2 separate regions of the Sus scrofa genome follow, and region 1 is linked to region 2. The links are chromatin contacts, called in public Hi-C maps. All regions are on one chromosome and are shown on one strand. Each heading gives the region's core, a stretch centred on a gene start, on an enhancer-like site or on the middle of the called end of the contact. The rest is flanking DNA. Distances are from core to core; before and after follow the strand shown. Region 1 overlaps LOC110255546 (a long non-coding RNA gene). Region 2 has its middle 5.5 kb from the start of MIR29C.

The links. A called contact is a pair of places that touch in the nucleus more often than the background predicts.
Region 1: a contact with region 2 is called in a Hi-C map of fetal liver, with 2.9 times the contacts expected there. The contact joins two enhancer-like sites. A contact is called at or near these places in 2 of 5 promoter capture datasets (fetal liver and liver), 28 of 47 Hi-C or Micro-C datasets (alveolar macrophages, blood, brain and 15 more) and 2 of 2 datasets of contacts at active chromatin or transcription factors (alveolar macrophages and skeletal muscle).

The regions. Positions count from the first base shown.
Region 1 is chr9:135,091,041-135,097,228 of Sscrofa11.1, reverse strand. LOC110255546 (a long non-coding RNA gene) reads right to left here. Exons shown (of 3, transcript XR_002336089.1): 3 at 2,694-3,154. Among named protein-coding and RNA genes, the nearest start is that of CD46, 15 kb to the right of the region's middle. Within about 2 kb of position 2,733, at least 33 of the 83 cell types and tissues checked have an H3K27ac peak or open chromatin away from gene starts, as enhancers often do. A contact at or near this core is called in fetal liver and omental adipose tissue, where this site is marked.
Region 2 is chr9:135,022,078-135,028,145 of Sscrofa11.1, reverse strand. It overlaps a transcript of CD46 not described here. Among named protein-coding and RNA genes, the nearest start is that of MIR29C, 5.5 kb to the right of the region's middle. Within about 2 kb of position 3,970, at least 10 of the 83 cell types and tissues checked have an H3K27ac peak or open chromatin away from gene starts, as enhancers often do. A contact at or near this core is called in fetal liver and omental adipose tissue, where this site is marked.

The DNA of each region.
Region 1 (6,188 bases), core at 1,484-3,983, 70 kb before region 2:
GCCACTGAAAACGGAACTGCACATCAAACCCCAGTCACGTGGGTGGAGGCCAGCTGAGAAGTCCACTGGGCTGGGGGACCTGGGGACGTCCCCAAAGCAGATGCTGCCAGACGCACCAGAGACAGGAAGGGACGGCCTGCACTCTCCCTTCCTTCCGCCCTCCAGCCTCAAGACCCGGGTTGCTGCTGACGCACCCCAGGAGGAAGCTGAAGATCACTTACATATGGAATCTAAAATAGGTCACAAATGAACTTAGCTGTAGAACAGAAACAGACGCACAGATGTAGAGAACAGAATTGTGGTTGCCAAAGGCGAGGCGGGCAGCGAAGGATTGGGAGCTTGGGATTCGCAGATGCAAACTGTTGGATATAGAATATGGATAAACAAGGTCCTCCGAGAGCACAGGCAACTAGTCAGCATCTTGTAATAAACCGTCATGGAAAAAATTACAAAAAAGTGTACATATATCTATGGGTGTGCTTGTGTATATAAAATATACAAATGTGTACATTCGTATGTATATGTCTGCATACATATGTATAAATCACGCTGCTGTACAGCAGAAATTAACACAATATTGAAAATTAACTAAACCTGAATTTAACAAAAACCCCTGCAGGTTATATTTTCCATGCGCTCAACTACCTTGTTTGGCTGCCGGGTTCTCTGGTAAGAGTCTCCTTATTTTATGCACCACTGTATCCTCTTGGGTAATTCTAAAGCACAAAAAAAGGGTTAGGACACCCATATTCTCCTAGGAAATGTTCAAAATTGTAGTTGCCCCTTCTTGGAAGCCAAAGGAAAATAAAAGAAGGCATTAAAAAAAAAAAAAAAAAAAAAAAAAGACCAAAAGCCTAAAAACCAAACAAAAACAAAAACTGACATAAACAGATGAAGTCATTCTTATAAAGACACTTGACACACATTAAGGACAGAGACGTATTTACATTAAAATAAATATATATGACACTAAGAACACTTTTTTAAAAATGTTTTAAGGACTCGAGTTTTACAGAAGAAAAGATAAGCAGATCAGGGGGTTTTTCCAGAAGTGTCGATGAGACAGCTGGTATTCCAGTTTTGCTGTGAGGCCTCAGCCTCTGACCTCTACGTACATATACTATCTTAGAGGTCTGAGAGTGTCTTCCACTGGCACACATCTCCAGGCTGCCAGTGTGGAAGAACTGAGACTTTGGGAATTAAAAAATAATCATAAATCCTTTATAAACACCTTTTACTAAATAAACATTTTGCCTGGCAAGAGAATGTACACAGATTTTCTAACAGTTGATTTAATTATAGCAAAATCAGTGAGGTCAGAGTTAATGCGATCAATACGCTTGGGCAGCCAACTCTATACCCATGAGAAACGGTTTTTCACTTCAAATGAATGGTTTTCTAGAGCAAACCTTCTCAGCACATTCAGTCTCCTAAAGAAGCGTTACAGAAGCTCAGGTTTTGATACGTCAGAAAGGATGCCAATAAAAGCTTTTTAAAAAGCATAATATCACAGGAGTTTCTGTCATGGCTCAGTGGTTAAGGAATCTGCCTAGGAACCATGAGGCTGCGGGTTTGATCCCTGGCCTCGCTCAGTGGGTTAAGGATCCGGTGTCACTGTGAGCTGTGGTGTAGGTCACAGACGCGGCTTGGGTCCCGAGTTGCTGTGGCTTTGGCGTGGCTGGCAGCCGAAGCTCTGATTAGACCCCTAGCCTGGGAGTCTCCATATGCCGCAGGTGTGGCCCTAAAAAAGACAACAAATAAATAAATAAATAAAATAAAAAGCAGAATATCACAGAACTTCTTGCAAACAATCTAGTCAGGAACACATAAATAATTAGGAGATACTTAAAGTTAGGTTAAATCATTGTCTGTCCTCGCTGAGGTCCTCTGTAACCTGCTTGGTATGAAAATGCACTTTGCCCTTCTTGGTTACAAAGAGAAAATGCAAGTAGTCTGATGCTTTACTGTGTCAGAGGCTTTTCCCCTTAAAGTTCCTCATTTAGTAACACTATTATTTATGAGTTGATTTTTAAAAATGGTAGGCTTTAAAAAAACTGAGGCTGAATTAAAGTAGTTAGGACTTCTAATTTCCTATTTCTGAACCAGTCTGCAGTTAACAGGCTCTGGGACACCTGATCCTTCCCCCCTCGTAGACCCAATGCCCCTCCCCGCCCCCGACGACTTCATTCCCTGTCCCCGTGGACTATCCTGGGCTCATCAGCGGGACGGTCAAATTCCCAAGTCTAACTATTGATTTGTTTCACCCACATAGTTTAGGAGCACACGCTCATGAGTAATCCTCAAGCGTAATTAAGATTCGATAACCATTTCATAAAAAGTTATTTCTTCAGAAACGGTCATCTTGTCTAATCTAAGCAACCTCAGATCACATACCATTTCTTCATGCATCTCAGCCCTGAAAACCTGCCTGCTGTTTTCCTCCCTCCTCTCAAAGTGTCGTGTCCGTGGCAGGAGCATCCTCTCTCGGACAGAGGGCGGCCAGGGAAGTGGCCGTGGGAAAGGTCACGGTCCTACTCAATTTTCAAGGTCGAGAGGCGTTCCCGTGGTGGCTCAGCAGGTTAAGAGCTCAACTAGTACCCCTGAGGACTTGGGTGTGATGCCCGGCCTTGCTCAGTGGGTTGAGGATCCGGCACTGCCGTGAGCTGTGGTGTACGTTGCAGACACGGCTCAGATCTAGTGTTGCTGTGGCTGTGGTGTAGGCCGGCAGCGGCAGCGCTGACTCAAGATTTGACCCCTAGCCTGGGAACTTCCATAAGCTATGGGTGTGGCCCTAAAACGGAAAAAAACAAAAAATTCCAGGAAGCAAACCTCCCAAGTGAGTAAGCAACTCACGATGAAACCTATTATGTGTAATTTATGAACATTTTAAAACATTTTTAAAAGTTTGATTTTTAGCTTGAGTCACTTCTCGGGGGAACAAAATGCCATTTGTTTTCATGTTATAAATAATGCGTAACTAAAATTCAAGAGGGCAGTCCTGTGCTTAAAAAAGAATGCAGAAGTCCCTTCCCTTACAGGCAGCTGGGCTGATGCGTTCTTCAGTCACGTGTCCACGCTGGTGGGGCTGACAGCTAGGCATGCGCAGTTACGTTGGAAGGACTGATTATTCTTATCTGGAGTTCAAGGTTTCCTCCTAGGCGAAGAAGAAAATGCCATGTGATGGCACATTAGACACAGGCGTATCTGTAAGAGTGCAGAGGGCCTTAACCACCATCCAGCCAGTCAGAGCTGAGAAAGCATCCCAGATGGGTGCAGAGCGACAGGGCCTGCTCTGTGGGAGACACAGGATCGAGCCAGGCCTGGAAGGGCAAGGCTGACGTCCACCTCTGCTGCCAGAGACAATTCAGAAACCGAGGATGTTTCATTTCGTGGTAACTCCCTGAATTGGCGTTTAAGACACCTTTCATTTAGTAAATACTTACTAAGCTCCTCTCTGTGCCAGGGACAGTTTTTATGTGTCCATTTGGGAGCATGGGCAGAAATCCTTGCCCAGACAGTTTGCATTCTAGGGGAGGCAGAGACTATAAACACGATATTTATTTCATGACATTATCAGGGGATAAAGGTTATGAAAATACAGAGCTGAGTTAAGAGAGGTCAGGAATGCGGGTGTGGGAGACATGCAGTCATAGAACCCTCTGCGTTTCCTGCCCCTGCGCTGGGCGTTTCCACACTCATCAAGTCCTCGTGTCCTCCTGGTCTCCTCTACACGCCCCTCTACGCCCCTGCACAGAAAATGAGCTCCTTGTGAGCAGGGACCACAATTAACTTCACTTACTGCTGTCTGATCCACTTGTACAGTAGTCAAGATTAAGAATAAGAATAACGACGGCTAACATGCTTGTTTGCAAAATGCTTTACCATCGTCTCTGGTTCTCAAAACAACTTTGTGAGCGATGGAGGCTCAACAGTTTTGTTATCCCAAAGAAGTACAAAAGACTCCAAGGTGGTGCTGTGGCTCAGTGGGTTAAGGACCCAGTGTTGTCTCCACGAGTATGTGGGTTCAATCCCTGGCCTCACTCAGTGCTGCCGGGGCTGTGGTGTAGGCCTCAACTACAGCTCTAGTTCAACCCCTGGCCTTGGAACTTCATATGCTGCAGGTGAGGCAGTAAAAAAGAAAAAAGAAAAAAACAGGATTCCAAGGTACAGAGGAATTCAGTGACCAGCTCATTATTAAGACTTAGGCTATGCCTAGAAAACCCTAGGCATAGCAAAGACGCTACCAGAAAACTGTTAGAGCTCATCAATAAATTTGGCAAAGTCAAGGCATATGGAGGTTCCCAGGCTAGGAGACCAATCAGAGCTATAGCTGCCAGCCACAGCCATAGCCACAGTAATGCCAGATCCGAGCTGTGGATCTGGCATTGCAACCTACACCACAGCTCATGGCAACACCAGATCCTTAAACCACTGAGTGAGGCCGGGATCAAACTTGCATCCTCATGGATACTACTGAGCCACGCGCCATGACAGGAACTCTTTAAATCTTTACTGGTATCACGCATGGAGTTCAAAGCTGTGAAGGCCACTCTCTGCAAAGGCTCCCGGTGCTACCCTATGTTCACATCGACTGCCATGAACCACCTGCACTGCCATTCTTTGAACATACACTCACTAAGCTTGTGTCCTCTCACAGCCCATGTACCACTCATCATCCAAGATCCTTTCAGGCCATTACTCACCCAGCCACCTGGTCACTGCTCCCTGGAACTCACACCACATGGCTGCCCAGCCCTCCACGCTTCGTCATGCATGAATCTCAAGTTGTCCTTCCTCATCTGGTGAAAATCTTGCTTCTGACTCACAATCTCCTCTTTGTCTCAAGCGTTGCCCTTATCAAACTTCCTTGAGAGGATGAAGAGTAACTGGGTACTAGGGAGTTCCAGGAAGGGGTAGAGTGAGTGAATTCTCTGTGCTTCCGTCCTTAAATCCCTAATGCCAACCCAGACTTGAAATATAAAGGCACTGGTCTTGTTTGAGTCATCATTTCATTATGTAAAATGAAGTGCTTATTAAATGACCCAGAAAGAGGCAGGGAAACATACCAGGTAAGACCCTGGGCTTTGTAATCAGTAAGACTTGTGTTCACACTCATTTACTAGCTGTGAGACCCTCGCAAGAGCCTAATTTGTCCTAAACTTTCCTTTCCTTTCCTGTAAAATAGGGGAAATGATATTCTCTACCTCTCTTAACACAGTGCCGCACTTAGGATGAATGTTAGAAAAGTTAACTACTGTTATGGACACAGGATTATTACCGACATTTGTTTTGAAATGATTAAACACTTGTATTTACTGTCAATTCTCATATAGCTTCATGACAACTACTGCTGCTCTCCTAACTGTGGATATTAATTGTACAGGAAACAGAACTTACTTCTTCACTACCAGGGAAGAAGGAAGCCTTGTGTAAGACTGAAATGCAAAGTCACTCACAGTGTAAGGCCTTAATGTCACAACGTTGTGGTGAACAATATTCACCAATGAAAATTACTTTGGGGATAGTGAAATGTGCTATTTTAAGGCATGGACAATTGTCTAAGGGGGCACTTAAGAGTCTTTTGACACACTGTATAGTATGGTTTTATTATTATTTCCTAGGGAAAGTTTTTATTGAAGCCTTGAAAGTTGGCATTTGGTTACGTTCTTCCTATCAGATACCTTGCAAATAGTTCAGAAACTTGAGGCAAATTATTCTCTAAATCTCAAAATTAAAGCTACTAATTTCTTTCAAAAACTGAAACTTAGATAATGAGGTAGTTTTCCTATTTTTTCTCCATTGTCAATTAGCAATAATACAGGTGAAAAATCTAAGAGTGATTATCCACTTATATCCCTAAGAAAGCAATGGTGCTCATCCTTAAACTCTGCAAACAAATCAAGAAAATAGCAGGTACCTAATATATAAACAGAACACAAGTTTTTTTCAACAACTCGAATGTTGACAATGGAAAGAGGATTTGAATATGATATTGCATTAGCTGGATCACTGATACCAAAGAAGGTGGAAAGTACTTCAGCAGCTGGAAACAACTTTGTTGTTGTTGGGTTTTTTTTGTTTTTGTAGTTTTTTGGATTATTGTTGTTTCCGGTGATTTGGGGTGATGATTCGGATGCAGGCACTGTTTTGTCAAAGCATTCCTATAATTTTGTGCATTTATGCCATGA
Region 2 (6,068 bases), core at 2,721-5,220:
GCTGAACTGAAACGCTGTTGGAACCTTTAGCTTTGTAAAGGTTTCAGCTCAGAGCCAGATTTTAATTGCAATATTAGGAAATTTTGTGTTTCTCTCTAGTCTTTTCCATTGGCCTAAATTAAAATAAGGGAATATTTACTAAGTATATGTGACTGCTCTGGTTCTTGTCTTGGAGGGAATCGAAAATGTGATACAGGGATCAAAAAAGTGAGACTAGTTGAGCATTTGAAGTTACTTTAAAGGAATCCTCTGTTTACTTGTACAGTGACTGACTAGTATAAATACCTTTTTGTTAATTGTCCATGTGCTAAGTGGGCTCCTGGCATTTAATCAGAAGCCCGTTTTTTCAGCTATGTTCATTTCTGATGCTGTGTTCTTACCTTCCTTTGTAGGAAAACAGAGATTAATGCTTCATACAGCACCTACCAGGATAAAGCAGCCGCTCCAGCAGAATAGACGGACTAAATGACTTCCACAAACCCTTGAAAATGAAGGAAATCTCAGCATTTGAGAGAAAGACCTTGAGGAGCTAGGGCCTCCTTTTTTCATATGGAAAAGACAAGTTCTGTATGACCTCACATGTAGAATCAAAAACATTTTTCTATGGCAAAGGAGATTGGCTTGAAGGGGTGGGGGCGGGGGGGGGTGGTTGGGGAAGGATTGAGTGAAGGCGGGCAGAAGGCATATACCTTTTATACTTTTTCACCTGTAAGATAAACAGGGACTGTACAGCTTAGTGACTCCAGTTTGCGAGTAATACTGTATATTGGCCGGTTGCTAGGACAGCAGATATTTAAATCTGTAATCAGCTAGAAGAAAACCAGGTCTGTGTAGGTCTGTGCAGTGATGGATGGTAACTAAACTTTAATTGTGATCATTTTACAATAAGACATTATCAAATCCTGCTGTACAGCTGAAGCTTACACAATGCTGTATGTCAAACATGTCTCAGTACTGAAAGAAAAAAAATCGGTAACAATTATTTCCTGGCTTCTGACAGTATCAGGAGTAGAACTGCTAAACTGTAATGCTAACATTTTACTGGGGCTGGAGTGTGGTCACCACCCTTTGTGCTTCTTTGAGACGTGTATGAGTTTAGGTTTGAACCTCTTGTTTTCCGTCAAGTGACACTTGTATTTGCAGGGCAAGCCAACACAGTATCCCCGGGTGTTAGGGTGGGCAAATATTGCTTCTCTGCAATCTTTGAACTCAGAGAAATGGCATTCAAGATGATGATATTTACATTTCATTTGTAAAGAAAGCGATGTTGAAAATTTTTCTGTTCAAAGGTTCACGCCAACCCTTTAGGTTCATTCATCTACAGTCCTAAAAATGTCTTTTACGTATGTGTGCACACTTTTTTTTACAAATGTGTGTGTGCACTGCTTCAGCCCTTAGTAAAAGTAAGAATACTGAACACTGAGAATTTAAACACATTTGTCTTCCTAATAATGATTATCGGAAAATACTCTTAAAGTTAATGGGGTAAAACTGTATTTTAAAAAGTTATTTGTATCTTCTTGGCGACTGAGAGAAGCTATAAAGTGTATACATGGCAGTCACCCTTTTCAATAGCAGGAAGGCAGTCTCAAGTAATCAAAAAGAACTCAGCATCCGTTCCAGGCTTCTAGAAACAGTTGGAGGGCTCTAACACCCACAGCAAGAGTGCCGGCCGAGTCCAAAGCGGCCTCCAGTTCTCCTTAAGAGAATCCCACTCTTTAGAGGATGAGAAATCCACTCTAAATTCTGGCCATCGGTGGCCTTCCCTCCCAACTTGAATAGGCGTCTCGTAGGGAAAACGTGTCACCCACAGGTAGGCAGTTAATGTAGAGAAAGTTCATCAGAGCAGGTCACGTCGCCGCGTCCGTAAAGCACAGAGTGAAGATGAAGCCACGTGTTTCAGAAGAGCAAACTTACCTCTGCGGCTCCCCTGCCGCCCATGCAAAGGGAGGAAAAGAGCCAACAGCCCAGGTGGCCCTTGATGTTCAGGTGACACAGATCCCGGCCCTCTCCTCTGTCCTCACACCTGGCAGGGACTCTTTCCAAAGAGCCAGAGGCCGAAGAGGATGGCCTGCCCTTCCAATTCAGCTAAAACTCTTGCATCTACGCTTTTATACTTGGTAGCTCAGGTTGGGCCAGAGAAGCGTTGCCTCGAGAGAGGAATATGAGGAATCAAGCGTGGAACCGGGGGAAATGATGTGACCCTCTAAGGACGTGTTTCTAAGACGCTGTAAGTGCTGCTTCTCTTTGCAAGGATTCTGCAGTAACCAAGTAGAAGTTTGGACCTGCTTTCACATACTTTTCAAGGAGGTAGCACTTTCTTGGAAGCAAGGGATGTCGCTGTCGTTCTTATTTCTTCAAAACCCTTCAAGGAGTGTTTGCAACCAAAGACGTGCGCTTACCAAAACAGACTTTCGTAGTTTCCACTTCAGATTCAGTCTTTCCACTTTAATATATTTATATGTGAGACTGAAATGGGTGTGTAAGTATATATGTTCTGTTTGTCAAAGCATTTGTCACTTACCGAAACATATGGGGAAACCCCTGCTCTCTAGAAATGTGAGAGGGAAAAAAGTGTATTTGAATTTAAAGCGCTTGTAAACCTGCAGGAATATATTCGTACTAGATGGATACGTGCTGTGTATTATTGTTCATTTTGTGAAAGTTGTATCTTCTCACCTGCTATAAAAGATGTACTTTCAGAGCAGCTTTATTTGTGATGATGTGTGGTTTTCAGTGTCTCGTCTCATATCAGAACATGCTGCTAATTGGGGCCACCTTCTCGAAGTATTTCCCTCCCCCAGTCACCACTCCTGCCCTCCCCTCCAGGCTTCTCCCCTCCCAGCCCATCATGTGCCTCCCCTGCTCAAAATGTGTTCAGTCCCACCACACTGCCTACAGCATGAAGCCCAAGTTTCTTCCAAGATACTTGAAGACTTTCTATAGTTAATTCGCAGCTCTTCTTCCCAAGCCTTCGCTTTCTGCCACACTTCAGATAACCTGCTTCAGTCAAGCCAGACCACCTGCTCTGTGCTCTCGGCTCTGGTCCTGGTTCACTGCTGCCTGAAGCACCTCTGGGCCTGTCCCGTCTGGGCATCTTCCAGGGCCCAGCTCTCAGTGCCTGTCCTGTGCAGCACCTGTGGTTTCTGCCCGGCTCTGAGAGCACTCCTTATCTCCTGGCCTTGACTGAACTACCTTCAGATATCTGTGACCGTGTGTGTGGTAGAATATGTCTCTCCCGCATCGGTTTCATGCATGGGTGTGGCTGGGTGATGAGAAACCCGAGGCCCAACCAAGAAAGCGTAGCATTGGTGTGCATGGAACTGATAATGGAGTTTTAATGTACGCAAAAAAAAAAAAAAAAAAAAAAAAAAAGAAGAAGAAAAAAATACTTGCTCTCTTGGCAAATCTGAAATATGTGAAACTATGACATCAGGCCTCCTCTGTGTTTCTGAACCACGGCTACACACTGGAATCCCTGATGCATGGTTCCTGCCCTGCCCAGAGAACTATCATGTCATGGCCTGGGCTGTGGCCTGGCACTGGGATTCTTTAGAGCTTCCAAGCGATTCTAACATGCAGCTAAGGCTGAGACCCTCTGCATGAGGGGTTCTCAAGCCTGAGAGTCCACTCTACATATGGACTTATATAAAGACATAAGACGAATGCTTATGCTTACAGAATAAATTTGTTCTGTAATTCAGCCTATGAAAGAAATCAGAAAATGCCTGAAGCTTGAATTAAGGTCTTGAATTAAGTATCGTAACCAAAAATAGATATTTTCGCATATTAAAATATTACATATTTGTATCCAAAGGCATAGTCTATCCAGAAACAACGCAAAATTGAGAGAACGTACACGGATTTTTGTTTCTCTAGGCTGCTTTGCTTTCATCATTTCCAGGCTCATCCAGAAAAGGTTATCCTGGAATGGTGATCGGCCTTTATAATCCTGGCACTGCTGCCCTCCTGTGGACTCTCAGGGCATCTGACAGTCCCTTCCTTAGTTCAGACTTGATTGTTCAGAGGTTTGGGTCTGTTCTGTTCTTTATTTTATTTTAGGGCCGCACCCGCGGCATATGGAGGTTTCCAGGCTAGGGATGGAATCGGAGCTGTAGCTGCGGTCTATGCCAGACCCGCAGCAACGCCAGATCCGAGCCGCATTTGTGACCAGCAGCACAGCTCACGGCAACCCCCAACGCTGGATCCTCAGCCCGCTGAGTGAGGTTTTTATTTTAACGAGCTCTTTTCTGCTTGCTTTCCAGGAAATTGACTTTTGAAAAGGGCTAACCCTACTCCTGTGGCTTCCCTATGGAGGAAGCACAGTACTGGAGTCTGGGGTCAATGAGCTTTCCTTCCCTGTGGCTCACACGAGCTTCCGTGACCACACGACCTCCAGGACGGATGACACTGAGTGCCACCCGCCTGGGGCCTGAGCCACCAGCCCTGGAAAAGCTGTGTGGGGTCGTAAACTTCATATTAGCCGGGCAGCCGCTCGTGCTTCCCCGCCTTTGTGTACTTTAGAGACCGACCCTGGCTGTGTGGCCCTGTGGCAAGCCTTGTGCAGGACTCTTGGAAACAAGTAGGAGATCTGGTGTCCTGGTGGTTAGGGCTTGTGGCTTCACTGAGAATTCTGGAACCTTCCGCCCTTTAGATGAGCACCTGATCACCCACTAGCTCCTGAAAGGGGCCCCAGGGAAGACCCTGCTTTAACCTGTATTTGACATGGACTCGAGTGTTAGAGAGCCTTAGGTCGGGTCCCATACAACCATGCTTGTCACATCCTCGTGTGCCCGTGAATCACATGGTCCTGCCGACATGCAGATTCTCGAATCAAAGGGCCAAGGTTCTGCATGTCCCTGAGCTCCCCGGACTGCTCTTTGTGGAGGCCGTATGATGGCCTCCAGAGAAACTGGAGTCATAACACAATTGTCCCCCTCTTTGCAGGAAGTCTGCTTTATGCCGCTTAAAGCTTTTACAAAAGACCTACGACATACCTGTGTTCATTCATCCAAAGAAATCTGAAAAGGATTTTCGCTTGTATGAAAAAAGACAAACATCGCTCAGCATTTACTGTGCTGTGAACCTCCGTACAGGCCGCCCACGCCCGAGCCGTGACAGTGGCACCAGCGAGCTCCTTCCTGGGAACTGCACCCTGCATCTCAGCATCAAGCTGCCATCGCTTTGAACTGTATCTGAAAGTTATCTGTGCCTTGTCCCCACTCATGTCGTGGACCGCTTGGCAAGGTAGGACCATTCGATGCTATGCTGTATGTCAAACCCGCTCATGAAAGGTTGCGTGAGGAACGCCATGCTTCCAGACACAGAATGTGGCCTTCTGTGCAAAGGGCCTTTGCAGGTGAGATTCGGGAGATCATCTCACAAGAAGGCAGAGGAGGGCCTGCCACGAGAGAAGGCACCAGGACCACGGAAGCAACATGCCACGCTGCTGGCGTTGAGGTGGGAGGAAGGGACCACAAGCTGAAGAATGCCGCTCTGGACGCCGGAAAGAGCAAGGAAGCGATTCTCTGCCAGGTCGTGGATGGGACGTGGCCCTGCCCTGTGACTTGACTTCAGACTCTGACTCCCATCACTGAAAGAAGGAAGCTGTGTTGTTTCAGACACTTACTGTGTGAATGCTTGTGTCCCCTGGAAAGGCCTGTTAAAATTCTACCCCTGAAGGTGATGGCATCGGGGCGGGGCGGGGGCACTGGGGAGTGACTAGGTCGTGAAGGTGGAGGCTTCATGAATGGGACCGACCTCCTTGTAAATTGAGACCAAAGGAGTTCCCGTTGTGGCTCAGCAGGTTAAGAACCTAACATAGTGTCCCTGAGGATATGGGTTTGATCCCTGGCCTCTCTCACCGGGTTAAGGATCTGGCAGTGCTGTGGCTGTGGTGTAGGCCGGCAGCTGCAGCTCTGATTCCACCAGTGTCCTGAGAGCGTCCATATGCCTCAGGGGCAGCCCCAAAAAAGAAAAAGAAAAAAATAGAAACCCAAGTCCCCTCACCCCTTGTCCCAGGAAGCTATGGCTCGACTGCAGTGAGAACTGGAAAGCTGGCTCTCCCC